2 separate regions of the Zea mays genome follow, and region 1 is linked to region 2. A link is a contact called in public Hi-C data. All regions are on one chromosome and are shown on one strand. Each heading gives the region's core, a stretch centred on a gene start, on an enhancer-like site or on the middle of the called end of the contact. The rest is flanking DNA. Distances are from core to core; before and after follow the strand shown. Region 1 holds the start of LOC100382372. Region 2 holds the start of LOC100283703.

What was found. Hi-C and Micro-C count contacts between places; a contact is called where the count stands out from the background.
Region 1: a contact with region 2 is called in a Hi-C map of tassel, with 1.7 times the contacts expected there. The contact joins the promoter of LOC100382372 here to the promoter of LOC100283703 in region 2. A contact is called at or near these places in 2 of 25 Hi-C or Micro-C datasets (endosperm and tassel).

The regions. Positions count from the first base shown.
Region 1 is chr8:135,115,955-135,120,206 of Zm-B73-REFERENCE-NAM-5.0, forward strand. LOC100382372 reads left to right here and starts at 2,439. Exons shown (of 13, transcript NM_001175117.1): 1 at 2,439-2,612; 2 at 2,719-2,985; 3 at 3,131-3,175; 4 at 3,317-3,365; 5 at 3,461-3,570; 6 at 3,805-3,881; 7 at 3,987-4,037; 8 at 4,119-4,183. The coding sequence starts at 2,508.
Region 2 is chr8:134,711,316-134,715,333 of Zm-B73-REFERENCE-NAM-5.0, forward strand. It overlaps LOC100283703, which reads right to left and starts at 2,456. Exons shown (of 3, transcript NM_001156602.2): 1 at 2,207-2,456; 2 at 1,741-2,126. The coding sequence starts at 2,365.

The DNA of each region.
Region 1 (4,252 bases), core at 1,189-3,688, 400 kb after region 2:
GCGGCTCAACGCCATCACCGCCGACGGTCGGGTTTACCCCGCCGTGTCATTCACAGAGATCATTTCGCGGGAGAAAACCTCATCCAACATCACTACTTCGGCGCTAACCCAGTGTATCCACCCCATGTGTTTCGTAGAAGGTACGCACTTCATAAATTTGTCATAGGTTATGATTTGTTCAACTTTTGACAATTATGCAATACCATTTTTTTAGGTTCCGCATGAGTAGCCCTTTGTTTCTCCGCATTCTGCATGGTCTTCAACAACACGATATTTACTTTACACAAAGAGTTGACGCAACTGGTATGCCCGGACTAGGACCATTACAAAAAGTTTGTGCGGCGATGCGGATACTTGCTTATGGGTTACCTTCTGATGCGGTAAAACAAAGGGCTACTCATGCGGAACCAGTTGGCGCCTCGAACGGGAGAGAAGACGACCGCGAAGGTTCCGGTCGGTGGCGCGGGCGGAGTCTTCCGCGTGAAGCAGTGGAGGGGGAGTGCACAGTGACGCCCTGCATCTGGCGTGAGAGAGAAGAGGGTCGCGGCGGAGGGGGGCGCGTAGTGGCGAGCGCTGCGGCTTCAAGGGGTGAACAGTATCCCCTATTCCATGTACAGTGATAGGGGAGGGGAAGGGGGAACGCTGCAGTCAGCCTTAAGTCCAATCCAAACCTCATCAGGCAACTCTTGGGACACATCCATCCGCAACGCTCCGTGCTTCTCTTTTCGGCCGGTGAGCCCAATACCTGGTCGGCCCATTCTGTTGTGACGGCATGCATGATTGGCTTGACGGCCTGTTCATTTGATTTTAATATGTTCCTATTTCTATTAATTGTATAATGTTTTTGTCTTTATAAATTACAACCATAGCAGTTTAAGCGGTAGCTGTAATTCGAAGCGAATAGCTCCGATGGGCACAGACCACGGATGGGGCACATGAAAAAATTGCATGCACACAAACACTAAACTAGAAACTTAACTTTACTAGTCAGTTGCCCGTGCGTTGCGACGGTTTACATATAAATTATTAATAAAAAAATTTAAGATTTTTTATTAACTGTCTCCGCTCTCCATATATTTTTTTTTATTTAGCTAACTGATCTTATTATTTACTACATCCAATATGTATCGATACAACACGACCAATGAAGTGAGCGATTAGAAAAGAGTTCACAACGAGTGACCGAACAAACAGAGATTATAAAATGACATAATTCCAGCATAATTTATATGGAGCACATCCAGTTTGTATTGATGTCTTACTTTAGCAATCACTCCATATTTTGATCTATCTTTTTTACTGTTAGTGTGACAAATCATTGTTGCTTCATCCAATTCAGCAACCTCAAACATCATGGAGTCTATTGCGCCAATATGGTCTCAGAAATGACCTAATGCTTGCAAAAGCCAAGAACGTCGTGTCGTGCTTGAGCTGTTGCCTCGGCCCGACACGATTATATATTTTTTACTTTACAAAAAACGTATATACATATAGACAATTTATATTCATTATTAAAAACATTTGAGTATTATATTCTACTGGTTAGACCACTTCACCCAATGTCTCCCGCCCTTCCCCATCAAGGCATGGGTTCAAACCCCACTTCATGCACTATTTTTTAACATTTTACGTTGATTTAATCAAATGGACCGACGGGCTAACGAGCTGGCCTGCGTGCGTCTGTCCCGTGCCGGGCCGCCGTTTGGCCATCTATAGGCGTACAACGAATTAATTTAAAATAGCTGTGAGGGGTTATTTGTAAAAAGATGACGTATGACGACCGTTGAAACTGGTGCTTTAAGTATAGTATATAGATATATAGAAATATGGTTTCTACTGTTTATACAATATTTTTGTCTCTATTATATTAGATGAAAGCTGTTAAGAATAAATCTGGCGCCATGTCTGTGCATGGCTGCATGGTGGTGTGGTGGTCGAATATGTGTCTCATGTTCGAGTCCTTCAGGAATAGGAAGAGCTAGCGCATCTGAATGAGTGTTTTGAGTTGTGCATTCGAAAGTGTTTAAAGGGATAAATATAAAAAATCTCAAGGCATATGTATCTTTACGAAGACATTATATCTTAACTCTATGCTTCAGACAAAGAACTAATTGATTAGTCAATTTAATTTATACGATGAATATTGCAATATATAGATTTTAGATCTAACAATTATATTACATTATATTTTATTATATTTTAGTTGTCTCTAATTTCGCATGGTGGGGCATCATCGGGTCTTCAGCTATGTTAGATGAAGCCTGCCTGCCTGTGCGTGGCAGACACGCAGGCCACGGATGGGGACACAGAAAAAAGCGGCAGAATGGGCAGCACGTGATGCGATCAGCCATCATCAATCCGCCGCCGCGCCGCCTACAGCTCCTCCCGAGACGGGAGGCGAAGGAAGACGAGAACTAGACGCCACTCCTACAGTTTTACGTTTACCCATCACCACCAGTCCAGCACCGAGCACCGACCAGATCAACCAGGCCCGCCCCGACCCGAAGATGCAGCGGTGGCTCCCGGCGCTCCTCCGCCGCGCCGCGCCCGGCGGCGGGGCGGCGCGGCTCTTCGCCTCGTCCTCCCTCCTCTTCGACGACACGCAGGAGCAGGTGCGTTACGCGCTCGCTCACCTAACTTTTCCACTCGGCGGGCCCAACCGCCATTGCCCCTTGCCCGTTGCCTGATCGACCCAATTCCTGGCCCGCCCTCTGCCAGTTCAAGGAGAGCGTGCGCAAGTTCGCGCAGGAGAACATCGCGCCGCGCGCCGCGGCCATCGACGCCTCCAACCACTTCCCGCGGGACGTGGACCTGTGGAGGCTCATGGGGGACTTCAACCTCCACGGCCTCACCGCGCCGGAGGAGTACGGCGGCATGGGCCTCGGCTACATGTACCACTGCATCTCCATGGAGGAGATCACCAGGGCCTCCGGCGCCGTCGGCCTCTCCTACGGCGCGCACTCCAACCTCTGCATCAACCAGCTTGTGAGTCGTACACCCGTACTCGTGGCTGCTCCACCGCCCTGCTTGTTTTTGCCCTCGCACGCCGCGTTAACCACACCACTTGGGCGGTTACTTATTACTACTACCCATGCGTAGCGTAATGCTGTTTATGTGTTCTCCGTTGCAGGTCCGGCACGGCAGTCCCGAGCAGAGGCTCAAGTATCTGCCCAAGGTGCTGTGCTCTCCTCGGATTTGCTTTGTTCTATCATTATGTTTCGCCAGGGCCATAGTTTTCTTAAGAACGATGAAGATGCTCACTGCTAGTATATGTCTGGCGGTTTTATACTCATGCATTTTTGCCTTCTCTATGAAGCTCATCAGTGGGGAGCATATCGGGGCACTGGCAATGAGTGAACCCAACTGTCAGTACCATTCCATTCCGCTTCCGTTGCTGTTCTGTTCTTCGCCAGAAGTACGATAAGGTTCCTTCTGACGCGTTGCTGAAATGTAATTTCAGCTGGCTCTGATGTTGTCAGTATGAAGTGCAAAGCTGAGAAAGTGGACGGCGGCTATGTCCTTAATGGGAATAAGATGTGGTGCACCAATGGGCCGTCTGCTCAGACGCTGGTATTTTTCCCGCAAGGGGGAACTTTTTACATTCATCCCCCTCTGCTTTCGGCACACGTGTCTGTTTCACCAGTTTTTATCTGTGCTAGTTTCGTATCAACCTTTTGGTGCTTCACTGCGATTCCTCACTTTTGCCACTCCACAATCGCATCCTCTTTGTTGGAAGAGCTACTTGTCTTGTTTCTCTTTGCAGCCATAAAACCTTGCCAATTCATCCATGTTGGGGTTTTACAGGTTGTTTATGCAAAAACAGATCTAGCTGCGGGATCAAAAGGAATAACTGCATTCATAATCGAGAAAGGGATGCCCGGGTACAGAACCACTCCATTATCTTCATTGGACATGATTGAGCATGAACACATGCGTTTCTACAGCTTTCTGGTCATGTTACTGATGGTCCTTGTTCACGACTACAGGTTCAGTACTGCTCAGAAATTGGACAAACTTGGCATGAGAGGAAGCGACACGTATGATGTTTCTACTTGCTCATGAAACTTATGAAAAGAAATGGTGAAATCGGGGCCAATTTAACTCCATCTAATCTGCAGATGTGAGCTTGTTTTTGAGAACTGCTTTGTGCCACGCGAGAATGTCCTCGGTGAAGAAGGCAAAGGTATTGCCTCCTGACTGTTTTGAAGCTCATTCACGTGTGTCAGATATTTGCTCTGTTGTTTAAGTTGGT
Region 2 (4,018 bases), core at 1,206-3,705:
CATTAAATCCAAAAAAAACTGCACCACAATAGATCAACCCTGAGTTCAGACATTAGTCACAGCTGTCCACCTCCAGCGATTTTTACTAAATCAGTAAATCATCAGTCCAATTTAAAAGTGTGGCTAGCAAAATTATGAATGCTTCTGGACGCTCTAATATCCTTGTACTGTGTGTGCGTTTAGGACAGAAACTCAGCCTCTTAGTCCCTGTACTGAAGAAGCTACTGTCTTACCCCAACCATTTTGCGTTATGAGTTATGACATCTATAATTTGAACCCTTCAAACTACATTTTGAGTTGAATCTTTAACTGCAGCTGTAAGCATGAGGTAGGGCATCATTACAGTCGCACAAGTTAATGGTCAAATACATGGATACGAAATTGTCAAGAAATCCTACCAACGATATTTATGTGGCATTCTAGAAATAGCAAGGAAGCGAGGCTGCTGATATTTGGAATTGTTTTAGGTCACAACATGAATTCTTTATTTATTTATTTTGGTTGGTAATAAAAATAGACAAGGTAACGAGAACAGCCAATAACAAGGAAAAGCATCACCAAACGCAATCCTGTTAGCAATGTCCCAAAATGCATACTCATGAGGATAAAACAAAAACAGGATAGAAAACATGATTAACTCAAATAACCACTCCTTTTAAAAAAAACTCAAGCAAATCACTTCATTTCAAAAAAAAAATCAAGAAAATCATAGTGCAAGAATTAAGAACAGAGCATAGATGTTGAGCTGGACATAAATTGGATATCCCAATGTGGAACAAATTATGCAGTATGCACCGTCATGCCACCATCATATCATATCCGAAGAATATTGCCAACTCCATATGAATCAAGAATGATGGTTAAGATTAAAAGCTAACAACAGAGTCAGCATGGCCACCTTGGGAAGCACATCATAGAGCTCTGGTTAAAGTGCATAGGACAAGGTCAGAATACCTTGTTTAGCGCCCAAAAGAATCAGAAAGTATCAAGGGGCAACAAAAGCTGAAATGACGCCATTATTCAGTACATGAGAGTTGTGGAGAAATAAGATTGATGCAGACTTGAGCCAATATGATAAATCAGACAGCAAAGCTGTGGTCATTTGCCTATGAGTGAGTGCCGGTGTGCACTCAGCCCACCAGCCTGACTATGCAGAAATCAGTTGCAAAGTATGTACACTATGAGACCATAGATGCCTCTGATAAATTCTTAATGCGTTTAGGTGCACATGTTCCATGGGTGGTGATGATAGAGTATTGTTTGCTTGCACGCGTGTGTATGCCTTATACACAATTACTGTCATAACAGAAAGGCGACATAAGACAGATTAAACCACACTTTTTTGTTCTTGCCTTATCTCCACCTCTTTAGTCATGTCTACTATCCCCCTCAAGTTTTTCTCTCTGGTTAACCTTTCCTCTCATGCTCCTCAGTTTCGTTGCCCTAAAAATTCTAATGTGCAAGCACAATGTGCCAATCGAAGTCAAAACTCAGAGGGAAGATTGGGTTTTTGGGACTCCAAATAATATGATTCGCACTTTTGCCACTTGAAAAGTGCGGCATGTTTTGAGTCCTATTTTTGCTATGTCAATGTTACAACGGCAAAAGTGCGAAGCACAAGCACACTATTTGGAATCCCAAAAATCCAATTTTCTCCTTTACAGAAGAACAGAATGCTAGAACATGTGGTCAATCTGTATTCTGCAGGAAACAAATTGGGCAAGTAATCTGCGGTCTCACCCGGTGGCGTCAAGGACATCCCTAGAGATCTTCATCTTCTTAGTGGCCCCTTTGTACAGGTCCTCCAAGGTGCAAGCCAGCGGCCGCTCGATCGGCGGCGCCTTCCTCTGCGACGCCGCGCTCGACGCCTCCCCTGCCCCAGCAGCGCCGCCGAACATCGGGAACCCGGAGGGGACGCCGCCGCCGGGGGTACGGGGGCCTGCCCCAGCAAACCCGCCGCCGAATATCTCGGAGAAGATCTCCTCGGCGCTCCTCGTGTTGAAGCGGAACCTGTGGACGCCGGCGCCGGCGCCGTGCGTGGAGGCGGCGGGCGGAGGCGCGCCGGCCTTGAGGCCTTCCTCGCCGTACTGGTCGTAGATGGCTCGCTTCTGCGGGTCGCTGAGCACCTGCGAGAGGGGAGCCAACAGGTCAAGCAGATGGGGTTTCCCGACGGTAATGGAGGACGAGGGGAGGGATGTGTACGGACGTCGTAGGCCTCGGAGACCTGCTTGAAGAGGGTGTCGGCCTGCGGCGTAGGGTTCTTATCGGGATGGTACTTCATGGCTAGGCGGCGGTAGGCCTTCTTGAGCTCGTCGTCGGTGGCGCCGCGGCCGACGCCCAGCACCTTGTAGTAGTCCACCCCCATCGGCGGCGACTGCTGTTGCTAGCACCTAGCAGGCGGGCGGGGGGCCGGTTTTCCGCTGTTCCCAAACTGACGAGGTTTTTGGATTTTGGTTGGTACATGTAATTGGCCGGTTGTTTTGCTTTAATGCTCTTCTATCCTACGATTTTTTATCTTTCCTTTTTTTGTGTATGTGTGGGGTGTTTGGTGTGTATGTGTGGGGGTGAGGGGTTCGATACTCACCTCTTTGAGTTCAAATATATTCAATTCTCTATAATTTCTTATACCCGACTTGCTAGTTGCTACTGTTATAAGGCTATGGTCATAAGATCGTAATATGGCGTGTAAAACATTGTTTTGTATTTGTTTACATGTTGGAGTTTTAAAATAAGAGATGAGGATAAGTAAGCTACTAGAGATAATCTAAGACGGGTGCCCGCGGCTACCGTTGGTCATTCGTGACCGCTGACATGGCACTATTAGCGATTAGTACTACAGTGTTTGTTGTTATTGTTCAGCACCAATCGGTATTGGTTACCTACTGATGACATGGTGTGATCTTATTGGTTGACGCTGTTTTCTCCGTTTTGATTTTTTTTAAAAAAAATCAACTTATAAGTAGAGGGAGTGTTTGAGCTCACTCACACAACTCACACTTATATTTTTTTTTCTTCCACCATTTCATACTCATCTCACCCTCATTTTATTCAAACAAAGCGTTGTTGCAATGTCTTCGTTCAGCTCGGACATCGACATAATCAAAGAAGAAGTGATCAGGTTGATGTAGCAAACTTTAATGCAGCAGGCGGTGGAGTTTGCCTTTGAGTCTTCCATATTGAGGAGGCGAACAAGATAACATCAAAGATATATCGACTACAACTGTGTATCCAACCACGACTGGTTGATCCAAGACTATTTTAACGACCTGTGCATCTACCCGTTGTTTTATTTTTGTTAAAGGTACCATATGCGGAGGAGCATCTTCCTTCACGTCTTGGAGAGGTTGAAATATTATATTAACTTTGATTATAGACGTACCAGATTCTAATTATAATAATAATTATAGACAAATTCTAATTATAAACGTATCAGATTAAAATATTATATTAACTTTGATTAGAAAAGTTAATCTAATAAACATAAGTTAAATAAATATTTAATTATTTATGAAAACATGTGACAATATAAAAATAATGTTACTAATGCGTAGGCAATATTAATACGAAGTAACACGACTTGATCATGTTAAAACAGATGTGTAATGCCAAAAATATCATATATTTAGTATTAAAAAAAGTGGATTAAATGACGTGGGCATGTTCTGCTGATTGGTTGGCTCGGGACTATATAGAGGTTCGCGGGTACAGAGGATCGAATATTCGAATAGAAGAGATTTGGTGTAGTCATCATCAAATTTGTCTTCTTTCTTAAAAAATAGTGGATATTAGCCATGGGGAGAAAGAAAGGAGAGGGAATCAGCCAAAAAGAGGAGGCTCAGTCGCAGTAGGGGTAGATACCGATGAGGAAGAAGGGCTGCGCCATACTTAAGTGAAAATGAAAAAAAAAAGACGAAACAATGGAAGACGCACCAGAGAAGGTGTTCGCCGGAGTCAGAGTTTTTTTTAAGATTAGCAACATTGATCCGAATGATAATCCGGAAATGAAGCTCTCGCGAGC